Regions from separate parts of the Mus musculus genome. Here region 1 is linked to region 2. The links are chromatin contacts, called in public ChIA-PET maps. All regions are on one chromosome and are shown on one strand. Each heading gives the region's core, a stretch centred on a gene start, on an enhancer-like site or on the middle of the called end of the contact. The rest is flanking DNA. Distances are from core to core; before and after follow the strand shown.

Region 1 (5,992 bases), core at 2,431-4,930, 180 kb before region 2:
TTGGAGTTAGTGATGTTCACTCTTCTTCAGGCTGAGGAAAAGACTAACCATTGTCCAGTGTGGAGAACAGAGAGAAATGCCTTGTAATCTATCAAATGACAGGCTTACGATATGGCTTGGTGACAAAGTGCTTGCTTAGCATGTATGTGAGCCTGGGCTCGATCCACAGCACTACAAAGCAATGCATGAGGCAGAGAGCAAGTTCATAGACATCCTTCAAGACAGTGTTTTCAATGTTAATTAATAAATGTAATCATATCCAACCAAATTATTAAATGTTTATTTTCTATATAGAGCAAGATTGAATGTTTTTTTTTTAAAAACTGGATAAGAAAGTAAATAGACAAATTAGATTTCCTCTCTTCCTTTTGAAAGATGACACAAGATATTATAGTAGTTTTAAAGGGAAAGAACAAAAACTGTAATCCTCTAGGATGGTGTGTGCCCAGCTCTTTCACTCATCAGCTGGAGATTTTGAGTGAATACCTAAACTCTCTGAGCCTAACGCCAAATTCAGGCTGAGCATTTAATCTGAAAAGTCTAAGTGCTCCAAGATTCAGACCTTTTAAATACATCACTTATACAAGGAGAAAATACACCCCTGACCTCACGTGACTCTGGCAGTTTAAACACAGAAGCAGAAGTATGTTTGTGTTATCACCTTCAGGCTCTGCGTAGGGGTAAATAAAACAAAGCTGAATTAGCCTCTAGACTGGGGTCCCTTCCCAAGGTATCTTATGGAAAATATACAGATATTCCAGCATTTAAAGCATCCAATGCCCAAAGCACTTCTGCTGTCACGTATTTTGGATAGAAGCTAATCTGTAACAGAACCTCAAGGTGTGTAGCTTTTCCGATACACCAGTTTTACTTAATAATATGTTTAAGCTTCCCCCCCTCATGTTGTTTTATGTTTGAAAACCTCATTTCTTATTGTGACATAGGAAATGTTCCCCAGCTGAATGTGACGTTGGTCATTCCCAAGTTTTGGTAACTATCAATACAGCTGCTATCAACATCGATGAACTATTTGTCTATACTATGGACTATATACATAGGACAATTAATATGGACCTAAGTTTCATTCTGTGCTAGTTTAGCCCCACAACAGATCTGTGTAATTCCTGCCACAGTCGGGTGGAGACTCAGTCACCTCTGCATGACTCCTGTCTTCTGTCTCACTCTCACCCTCCCTTCTACCCTCCCCCCCAACACACAGAGCATTCCTGCCCACTGCCAGCCACTAGTCTAGTCTCTATCATATGGGTTTATTTTTTTTCAAAATTGTTATATAATTGGGATGCAAGTTGAGATTACATTAAGAAATAATGTACTCGAGCAAGGCAGAAGCACTAGAATTGCATTGGCTTAATAGAGACAACATGGTCAGCAGGCTCAGATTGCAGGGATGATCGAGCGAGTTTCTTATCCAGGACAATAGGTGCCACTGGAGTGCTACATCCCTTGGCAGGCAGAGGGACGTTCTCTGTACAAGGGAGACACTGACATCTTTAGAAGTCTGATGATAGCTGCTCTTGGCAGAAGACACTGTTATGGAAAAGGCTCCCCAGTGTCAACAGGAATGGTACAAACACTTGAAATTATATTTAGGAACACATGACAGCTAATGCCTGGAAAGACATGAAGACATGGGGGACAATGATCTCCTAACACTGGCCCCACAAAACTAAACAAACAAAAACCAAGTTAGGGGCCATACGCTTTGTTGTAAACACTCAACAGAGATCTTTCTGGTGACCTTTTATGGGGGTGAAGATCTAGCTTTGTGGGTGGTAGGCTGTCACTATGTTGGAGTTGCTTTCAGGGGGGTTTATCTGCTCATGGGTGCAGCCAGCACTGGCTGGAGCCAGATGAGGGTGGCATTACATCGATCCTGCATCCAATGGTCTTGGCCATGCAACCGAGTTTCCTTCATGAAGAAGAGGTCCACCTTCCTAATCCTTGAATCTGGCCTTGGCCATGTGACTCTGCACTTCTGTTAGTGAAATGTTACCATAGCACCGGGTTGGATCAGATGGTGGCTGGTATGATTTCACTCACTCTCTCTACCCTTCTAAGAAACATGCCCAGGCAAGATGCGGGCTGCTGAGCCCAGTCATCCAGCTTGCAGCCAGCTGACTCAGCTGCCCGGTCCAGCTACTGACCCACAAGCCAATGGCCTGTGGTTCTGTGGTTATATATAGTGTGGAATTCATGTGACAAGAGAGGCAAACTGTGAGACAGAGATGTGAGGATGAGAGTGACCTAATGAAAGGAAGGCTTATGTAAGGAGCCAGGTATTCTCTTTGCTTCAGCACACTGCCAGTTAGAACTAAAAAACAAAAACAAAACAAAACAAAACAGGGCATATTGACAAGAACAAAGAACATGGAAATCATACATATGGGCTGATATAAGCTTGCATACGTGTGAGCTCAACCCCTTGTGTCAAGCTCTGTATTAGTGACTATTGTACCACAGTGACCAAATACCTGAGACATGCACCTTAAAGGAGGAAGGATTCATTTTGGCTCACAGTTTTGGAGGGTTCAGCTCATGGTCTCTGGGTCCATTTGCTTAGACAGGCCATCTTTTTTTTTTTTTTTTTCTGAGACAGGGTTTCTCTGTATAGCCCTGGCTGTCCTGGAACTCACTTTGTAGACCAGGCTGGCCTCGAACTGAGAAATCTGCCCGCCTCTGCCTCCGGAGTGCTGGGATTAAAGGCGTGCGCCACCACGCCCGGCTTAGACAGACCATCTTGGCAGCAGGAGAGAGGGAGAGTGGAGGTGTTGGGGGGAATTCCACTTCATGGTAGACAGGAACAGAGAAAGACAGAAAGTGGGGTGCAAGTAAGACCTTCAAAGGCACACCCCAAGTGTGTTAAAGTTCCCTCGAGCCTTCCCAAACAGTGCCAAGAGCCAGGAACCAAGCATTCAAATGCATGCTTGCAAGGGGCATGTCAGGTTCAAAGCATCGCAAGCACCTCTCAGGAGTGGCTTCCAATACCTGATACTTCAGTAGCTGTGAAAGGTGAGTCTACGATTGTTCTGTCATCATGCACAGTGTTAATTTGCAGTTTCTCAATCACCTGGGGCTCACCAATTAGGTTAGGTTAGGCCCTGGGATCCTCCTGTCTCTGCCTCCCTGAGCTGGAATTACACACATGCACCGCGTGCCTCGAATTTTTTTTTTTTTTTTTTTTTTTTTGGTTTAATCGAGACAGGGTTTCTCTGTGTAGCCCTGACTGTCCTGAAACTCACTCTGTAGACCAGGCTGGCCTCGAACTCAGAAATTCGCCTGCCTCTGCCTCCCGAGTGCTGGGATTAAAGGCGTGCACCACCATGGCCCAGCTGTGCCTCGAATTCTTAGGGAGTTCTGGGAATTGAACTCAGGTCATCCTGCTTTCAGGGTAAACATGTTCCCAACTGAGATACCTTTTCCAAGCTAACTCTAGAGCAGCACAGAGCGCTCTATAGGATCAGTCCAGGGAGAGCAGCCTGCTGGGCCTCCTGCTTCCATAAGCTCCTTCCTCATCTTCCTTCCCACTGTCAGAGAGGAAGGGCCTGGAGTCTCAGATCAGTAAACATTTCTGTAAGATCCGCAATACTTGCTGCCCTGCTGAGAGGGGGAAACCTGCTTCAAAGGAAGACTGTGCAGAGTTCCTGCCCTGGCTGGCTCCACCTCCTGACAGTTGTACTAGTGTGGACTCAGTGTTGACCTTGGAGGCTGCCAATCACTAGCCTGTCTCCTGCCTGTGCCTCGGTTTCCTCCTTTGTAAAGCAAGGGTGACAATGGCTGCCTTACACCTATGGGATGAGTGAAGGGTATGTAAAGCCTTACAGGGGTCAGAAAGGCATTCTGAGGTGGAATTGGGGTAGGAAGTCACAAAAGTCAAGCATTGACAGGGCCAGGGTATGAGCTTTTGGGCTGCAGCAAGACCTGTCACCTAAGAACTGGCTGTATGGAAAATGGGTGGCTGGCGTGGAGCCCCATAATGCCGAGAGGTGTATAAAGAGGAGGGGGAACCTAGTCTGACAGTGAATACTCAGGGAGGGAGGGAGGGAGGGATTGGCCTCTTCCTGGGACAGATGGTAGTGGTAGGTGTGGTAGGTGCTGCTGCTGCTGGTGGGGGTGGTGGTTTCCGTTTCTGCGCTGGTTTGAACCCCAGGGCTTCCTCCTTTCCTTGTGATGAGAAATGCATTCTTTTCTTACTTAGGCTTACTCCTTCTGGTCACATGAGCAGGCCCCATCTGGTTCTTTGTGAACTAGAAACTCCCCACCCCTGGGCCCTGTCCTGTGTCAGAGTACCTGCATGTCTGTTCTGGGCCCTCCAGGGCTCTTTGATTACACACCCATGAAGTGAGGAATTCAGGCTCACTCCTGCACATCACTTCCGGCTGGGGCAGGAGGTCCTTCGATTGGAGTCGCTCCTGGCTGCTGAACAGCACAGATTCCAGGGCTGGCTCTACAGGGGGACCATGTGACAAGGGCCAGAGCTGGGAAGCTGCCCAGGACTAGAACTTTCCTGGCCTTTGGAGACCTGAGATTGGTATCAGTCTCTGGCACAATGAGATCATGACGCCCTCCCTAGATCTACAACTTAGAGGAGATCCTGGACAATCAAGCTTCCTATCAAAACCAAATCTATCTGGTTGTCCCACGCATACCAGGCTTGTCTTTCCTCTTGCTGGCACAAGGGTGCCTTCAGAGTCACAGTGGCTCTGCTGGGGCTGTGAGTGCGGTGCATGCTATAGGCAGGGCCACATCTGTCTCCAGGCATGACTGGGTGTCTTCTCACAGAGCCAGGGCAGGTGAGCAGTTTCTCTCAGCCCCACACTTAGCTTCTCCATGAGCACCGGGTTGGTACCGCTCTCTGGGTACACAGGACCCTAAAAGCTCTGAGGCCCACCCTTCAGCAGAAACAGCTTAACAAGCCTGCGGTAAAGCACACAGAACCAGAAGAGGAAACGTCCCCAGAGGGGCTCTGCATTAACGGGGTTGCCTGTCCGTAGGACTCAGCCTCTAACCTGAGTGATCTGTTCAGATGACCAGACTTCTAAAGAGCTGCACCAAGTTGTTATTGGGGGGGGGGGGGAGCGGAGGGAAGAGAAAAGAATGGCTGTGAAAACTCAAGGAGGTGTGCATATGTGTGTGCACTGGTGAGCAGATGTGCGCGTGCACACTTGTAAATAACAAAAGCAGACATTCATCTTCCCCAGCAAGTGCTATCTCCATTCAGGAAGGGCAAAGGAGCTATTATTAGTAGGGGATTTCCCAGGGCCCAACCAACAACTGACACTGCAGGAAAAGGACCAGGGACACTAGACAGGGCTGGAAGGTGACACAGGCGATAGGAAACACCTTATTTTCTCAAGCTGGCTTAGCTGGAAATCTCACCTAGGTTTCTTACTTTATTGGCTTGGAAAAAAATCTGACACAATTTCTGCCTTAGTCCCATGTGAAGCAAGAGGAGATTGGAAGTGGCTCAGGAGTAGAGCACTTGTCTAGCGTGCGTGAAGGCCTGGGTTGGATGCCCAGCAGTGACACACACACACACACACTCACACACACTCACGCACACTCACAGGCAGGCACACACACACTCACCACATAAGTACAGTCATCCCCCCATGCACACACATGTACACATAAACACATATACATGTACACACATGCCACTCCATCAAAATAGTTGAATCTATCATTTTTCGGAAAAAAAAACATTTAAAAAATCTGAAATGTGGAGTTTCATTCATTCTTTTCTTTCTCTTTCTTTTGTTTGCTTTTTTGGTATTTATTTATTTATTTATTTATTTATTATTCATTTATTTTTGAAACAGGGTTTCTTCATGTAGCCCTTGCTGCCTAGAACTTGCTCATAGACCTGACAGGCTGGCTATGAACTCAGAGATCCACCTGCTTCTGCCTCTCTGTCTCTCTGCCTCTGCCTCTCTCCCTCTGCCTCTGTGCCTCTGCCCCTCTGCCCCTCTGC
Region 2 (6,032 bases), core at 2,962-5,461:
GGCCTGGAGTGATGCTTATGCCCCAGACCAGCACTATGCTAGGTCCTCCACAGGCAGAGGCTCTATCTCACTGATGACGGAACTGGCTCCTTGTATTAACTAAAATCACAGATCCATGCCCTTTAACTATAAATTCTTATTACCAACAAAGGACAGGATGGGTATTTAGGAAAAACAGTCTGATGACAACCTGTTCACAGAAGCCAGGCAGGACACACCCTTCAAGGACACAGAGATGTGACCTGAAATACTGTGTGCACAAAGCACCCCACCACCCAGCCTGCTTTATTACTACTGCTGGACTTAGAGAGGACTTCTTAACCTAGAGTGACACCAGTGTGAAGTTTAGGTGACACCATGTGGCCTCCATTCCCAGACATGTGCTCCATTCTCCTCAGTCCCACCTCATTCATGATTTGATAAATTCATATCTGAATATGTCATTCGGTCATAGGCTGAACTAACAGCAGAGAGTGCAGGTATGTGACAGTTTCCACATCACTGATGCTACTTTTAAGGTTTGTTAACTTTTGAAAACAACTCTTAAAAAAAAAAGTCCTACACAAATGAGGTGGAAAGTGCTTCATGGATAGGAAGGGATGGAAGGAAAGAGGGAGGGAAGGAAGAAGGGAGGGAGGAATGAAGGAGGGAGGGAGGGAGGGAAGGAAGGAGGGAGGGAAGGAAGGAGGGAGGGAGGGAAGGAAGGAGGGAAGGAAGGAAGGAGGGAGGGAAAACAGGAGGGAGGGAAGGAAGGAGGGAGGGAGGGTAGGAGGGAGGGAGGGAAGGAGGGAGAGAGGGAAGGAAGGAGGGAAGGAAGGAGAGAGGGAAGGAAGGAGGGAGGAAGGGGAGGAAGGAGGGAGGGAAAAAGGAGGGAGGGAAGGAAGGAGGGAGGGAGGGTAGGAGGGAGGGAGGGAAGGAGGGAGAGAGGAAAGGAAGGAGGGAAGGAAGGAGAGAGGGAAGGAAGAAGGGAGGGAAAAAGGAGGGAGGGAAGGAAGGAGGGAGGGAAGGAAGGAGGGAGGGAAGCAAGGAGGGATGGAAGGAAGGAGGGAGGGAAGGAGGGAGGGAGGGAAGGAGGGAAGGTAGGAAGGAAATCCAAACATAGGTCCTCTGGGAGAGCAGCCATTGCCTGCTGAGCCATCTCCCCCCACCCCCACCCCCACCCCCACTATTGAGTTGTTGGTTAGATGTAGCCATACTGAAACAAGAAGACATGAGATCATAGAGACTGCAGATGATTAAGAGTGAAAACACAAGAAAAGAGTAAACCTGCAGCGCCAATAATCCCTAAACTATTTTCTCATTAAGAAAACAGAAGACAAGAGCCCTGTGAGGTTAGGGTTGCTCTGCAGGAGAGGAACCAAGCCTGGAAGGCAGCATTTTTGTGTCCAGAGTTGGTTGTTGCATGTACTCAAGTGCCAAAGTCAGCAAGAGAAGCAACCGGGGATGCTTGCAAATACGTTCCTTATTGCTTTAGTCCTGGAGGGGGGATCTGATGCTTCTGAAAGCAGAGAATGAAGAGAGAAAAGAAAGGATAACAAGTCCAGCAGGGCAGAGCCCAGCCTCAGCCCTGGTTCCCAGGCCCTCTCATCAGGGAGGAGCGGCTGATAACCTGCGGAGGCAGGGGCTGTGGACTTCCCTCAGCAGGCTTGAGGCACAGTAGGCAGCCACAGTGGCCTCGGGGCGAAGCCCACAGAGGAGAGGGATCTGGGACACGCTCACCATGAGCTAGCCCTGGAGCTCTCTCACGTTAGGAGCAAAGGCTTTATGACACACACATATACAGCCCTTACCACTGCCCTCAGGGAGAATTCTACATGTACATAGCCAAATGGGGAAGAACATAGCTGTTTGGATGCTTCAGCAGCGAAAATTTAGACGCTCTCAGTTTTCTCCCTTAGGGGAAAAAAAATACCACAAAACTACAGAGTAAACAAATGTCCATTTTTATACTATGGAAAGGATGAAGGTAAACAGTATGAAGCCTTTTGTCATTCGAACACCAGTTTGCTGTCCCCTTGAGACTTAAATGTTTCCTTTACCTATGATACTCTGTTTAAAGACTCCAGACCCAGGGCACCTCCCACCCATCCACTTTCTGCTAACTAATAATAAACTACTGTTACCTGGCCCTTTCTTCCTCTGGCTACCAACACTGGCCTCTATACTGCTCATGTGCATTTCCATTAGTGACAACTGGAGTCAGGGAGGGACAAAATAACTTCCTTTTTTTTTTTTTTTTTTGGTTTTGTCAAGACAGGGTTTCTCTGTATAGCCCTGGCTGTCCTGGAACTCACTCTGTAGACCAGGCTGGCCTCAAACTCAGTAACCCACCTGCCTCTGCCTCCCAAGTGCTGGGATTAAAGGCGTGCACCACCACAGCCTAGCGACAAAATAATTTTCTTAAATTAAGAAGAGACTATGCCAGGGCCTAGCAAACACAGAAGTGGATGCTCACAGTCAGCTATTGAATGGACCACAGGGCCCCCAATGGAGGAACTAGAGAAAGCACCCAAGGAACTAAAGGGAACTGCAACCCTATAGGTGGAACAACAATATGAACTAAGCAGTACCCCGGAGCTCTTGTCTCTAGCTCCATAAGTATCAAAAGATGGCCTAGTCGGCCATCACTGCAAAGAGAGGCCCATTGGACTTGCAAACTTTATATGCCCCAGTACAGGGGAACGCCAGGGCCAAAAAGGGGGAGTGGGTGGGTAGGGGAGTGGGGTTGGGTGGGTATGGGGGACTTTTGATATAGCATTGGAAATGTAAATGAGCTAAATACCTAATTAAAAAATGGAAAAAAATGAAAATGATAGTCATAAATGATAAACTTTATCCTACTCTGGATGCTTTATAAACACTAATAAAAGCAAATACTTTTTCTAATAAAAAAAAAAGTCATATACTACTAGCAGGTTGGTTGGATGGCTTGTCTTAAGCTCTTGGAGGCAGAACTTGAAACTTTTTTATGTGTAAATCAGGGGTCAGCACGTGACTCTTTCAGAGGACAGGGACACAATGTTATAATTTAAAGGGACATGATTGATGGAGCTGACAAGGGACACAGTTTCCATTCTCCACCTGACACGGATTCAGAATCACGCCTCTGAGTAGTGTTGACCAGTGTCCTTCTAACCAAGGAGGGAGGACACTCTGAACAGAGGCGACACCACCCACGGGCTGGGGCCCTGACTGGCAGAAAGAAGGCGGCACCCCAACAACTGCTGGTTACTCTCACAGCAGCTGCCGCTCGCACTCATCTCAAGGGTTCCTCCGAGCTGCGGTTCACCAGAACCTTTCTGAACTAGTTCCTAACTTTACTTGGTTCCTCCGAAGTAGAATCTTGTTATCAGCTCATCCTTGCAGTCATGTTTGGACAAGACTACCTTGTCCAAGCAACACATTGTCCAAGTAACACTGCTTTGCAGAGTGGACAGTTATATGTTATCGATTAGCCTGATTGATAGGAGTAACCTCTGGAAACACTTGCTGAGGCTGTTACTGGAGGACACACAGATGTGAACAGACCAGACAACCGTGAACGGCACGGCGTGGCGCATGCGCCGTGGCTTTACTTTGTACACCTGCGCTTTCTAGGTTCTCATTCCACTCTCTATAATCTACCTTCATCCTCACTCAACTTCCTGTGAAGCTTGTGCAACCGAAGACCCCTCTGGCCTCAGAGGGAGCTGAAGCCACAGGAAGTTGTGGGACTAGTCAGAAACAGAGCCATCATAACTGTGACCTTTAAAATGAAACACAAAGGGAGCGGAGAAAATAACTCGAAACAATTAGAAAGCTTCCTGCAATTTAGTCAATAAATGTGCCCAGTTCAATACCCTCTTCCATTAATAATGAACTCAAAAAGGCCACGGTACTATCTGCCCACAGAAGTGTGAGAATGTTCATTATCTCATGTTACACAAATCAAAAATTCAAAATATCAACGATGTGATATTCTTGCACCTATTAAGTAATATAATAAAACACTGGCAATCTATAAACGTAAGAGTTGAGAGGCGTCCTTTCCGTAGAAACAGATCGAGGATTCAGTGGGTTGTCACAGAGACACTAAAAGCAAGACTGGTCTAGAGCCCTTAAAGTACATTGGCTATCATTTTCCCTCAGTGTAGTCATCAGTAAGTGAACACCCCTTATGAGTAAAAGTTTCAAGTGACCCAACACGCTCTTTGTGCAGACACTAATACGCAACATCTCAAGAGATAGCATGGATCAATAGCTGGCTCAAGGACAGGTCACTCCGGTCTCACAGGTCCAACCCACTTACTCACTGATATTCTCTCTTTGTCAGACATGTGTTGGATGCATATGTCACAGCAAGGTGAGCAGTGGTGTGCAGTGTGACCTGGTTTATTCAGTTAACAGTTCTCAGTTTTGTGAGACATTCACTTACAGGTCTAGAGCTGGCTAGCAGGCAGACGGCTTGTTCTTAGCAAGAGTCCTATGCTATTTTATAAATCTGCCAACTGTACAGCATACTTAAAGCTATGGAACAGCACTCTATGCTACTGTCAGCTACCCATCCTGAAGGGAATCCTGCATAAAAAAAATGGACAGGTTCTGGTGTTTAAGGTGCCACTGACATCATGGATAAGAACTTTCTCCACCATGTAAGCGCAGACCCGAGCACCTCAGAGCCCCTCAGTGAATGGCAACTTCACTGTAAAGTCAGAACGGCCCAGGCCCACCCCACACATTCCAAATTCCTCAGGTCTACAACCCGAGTGCACTATGAACCCACAGCCTGCGAACCTACTGCCTCACAGACTACATGTGTGCCAGAGCACGTCACAGGCTGCACCCTTTGACAGCTCTCTGCAAATGCTCCCCAATCTCTGTCAAGATTGCCCAAGCACTGCAGACTGCACGCTATCAAGCTATCAATATCCCTAGGAATAGGAGGACCCAAACTCTGATCACATGCTATCAAAGAAGGACAAAAGGGTCACTGCTATATAAAGAACACAATGGTCCACGTGTAATGAGACAAGCAATATTTGCTTACAGTAAAATCCATCCCATATTGCAGAAAGGATGGATAAGGTGGGGCTGTAGCCAAGCGGTAAGCTGGCTACACCATGTGTGAAACTCCTGATTTCACCCCAGCACAGAAAACAAACAAACAAACTAAATTCATACCAGGATGACGTGAATCAGCCAATGGTAATTTATATCAGTGTGGCATGAAGAACACAATGTTTAAATTCAAGCTTGTAGCCTTAACTTTAAGAAAAAAATTGTTTATTTTTACCTTATGAATATGGATTTTTGCCTGCATGTGACTACACCATGTGAGTACAGTGCCCACAGAAACCAGAAAAGGGCGTCACTTTTGAGTAGCCTTACTTGGAACTGAATTTTGTACAGACTCCTGGAGTTTAGCAGCTAAAAAGATGAGCTGTAATGTGTGTGGGGGGGAGGGTGTGTGTCATCTAGTGACCATCTTATCCTCCTAGCACGTCTTCCTTTAGCCAATATCTAGCTAAAAACAAACAGAGAAGGCTGGAATCACATCATAGCTCAGGACATGACACTGGGAAGACAGTGAGAGAATGCTAGAATCTTGAAACTGTTCCCCAACTTTTAAGGCCAACAGGGCTGACCCACACACTCCTTGGTCTCTGGACAGCAGCTTCTCCACCTACCTGAACTGAGGCAAGAGAAAACCTGGGAGTGATAATTTTGTGCACAACCAAAGAGTCATTACCTCTTTACCCTTCTATACATAGCTAAGAGGTCTCGTCTCCTGGGCCATATGCAAAAGTAAAACGTTAACGGGGCAGAGCTGGGTAGAGCCAGGTCACTACACTCAAGGTGCTTTTGGTTGGCAGAAGAACTGGTGGCCACAAGAGAAGGAAATGAACTTGGTCAAATGGCTTCTGCAAGGTGGAACACACTTCACTCCAGTCCTGGTAACTCAGTAAGCTGTGTGCATCACCTGACCACAAGACAAGACACAGATGTGGGATAGAATTGGCCACACGTGCTGTGTAGTCTTTCTAGACCCCCAT

Evidence for each region. ChIA-PET counts read pairs in DNA pulled down with a chosen protein or histone mark.
Region 1: a contact with region 2 is called in an RNA polymerase II ChIA-PET map of memory CD8 T cells, with 13 read pairs. The contact joins two enhancer-like sites. A contact is called at or near these places in 2 of 484 Hi-C or Micro-C datasets (bone marrow-derived macrophages and nephron progenitors) and 4 of 115 datasets of contacts at active chromatin or transcription factors (cardiomyocytes, effector CD8 T cells, embryonic stem cells and 1 more).

What each region holds. Positions count from the first base shown.
Region 1 is chr13:93,988,684-93,994,675 of GRCm38.p6, reverse strand. No RefSeq gene overlaps it. Among named protein-coding and RNA genes, the nearest start is that of Lhfpl2, 66 kb to the left of the region's middle. Within about 2 kb of position 3,680, at least 102 of the 459 cell types and tissues checked have an H3K27ac peak or open chromatin away from gene starts, as enhancers often do. A contact at or near this core is called in effector CD8 T cells and memory CD8 T cells, where this site is marked.
Region 2 is chr13:93,812,465-93,818,496 of GRCm38.p6, reverse strand. All of the region lies in intron 4 of Arsb (arylsulfatase B), which reads right to left. Among named protein-coding and RNA genes, the nearest start is that of Mir5624, 25 kb to the right of the region's middle. Within about 2 kb of position 4,211, at least 29 of the 459 cell types and tissues checked have an H3K27ac peak or open chromatin away from gene starts, as enhancers often do. A contact at or near this core is called in effector CD8 T cells and memory CD8 T cells, where this site is marked.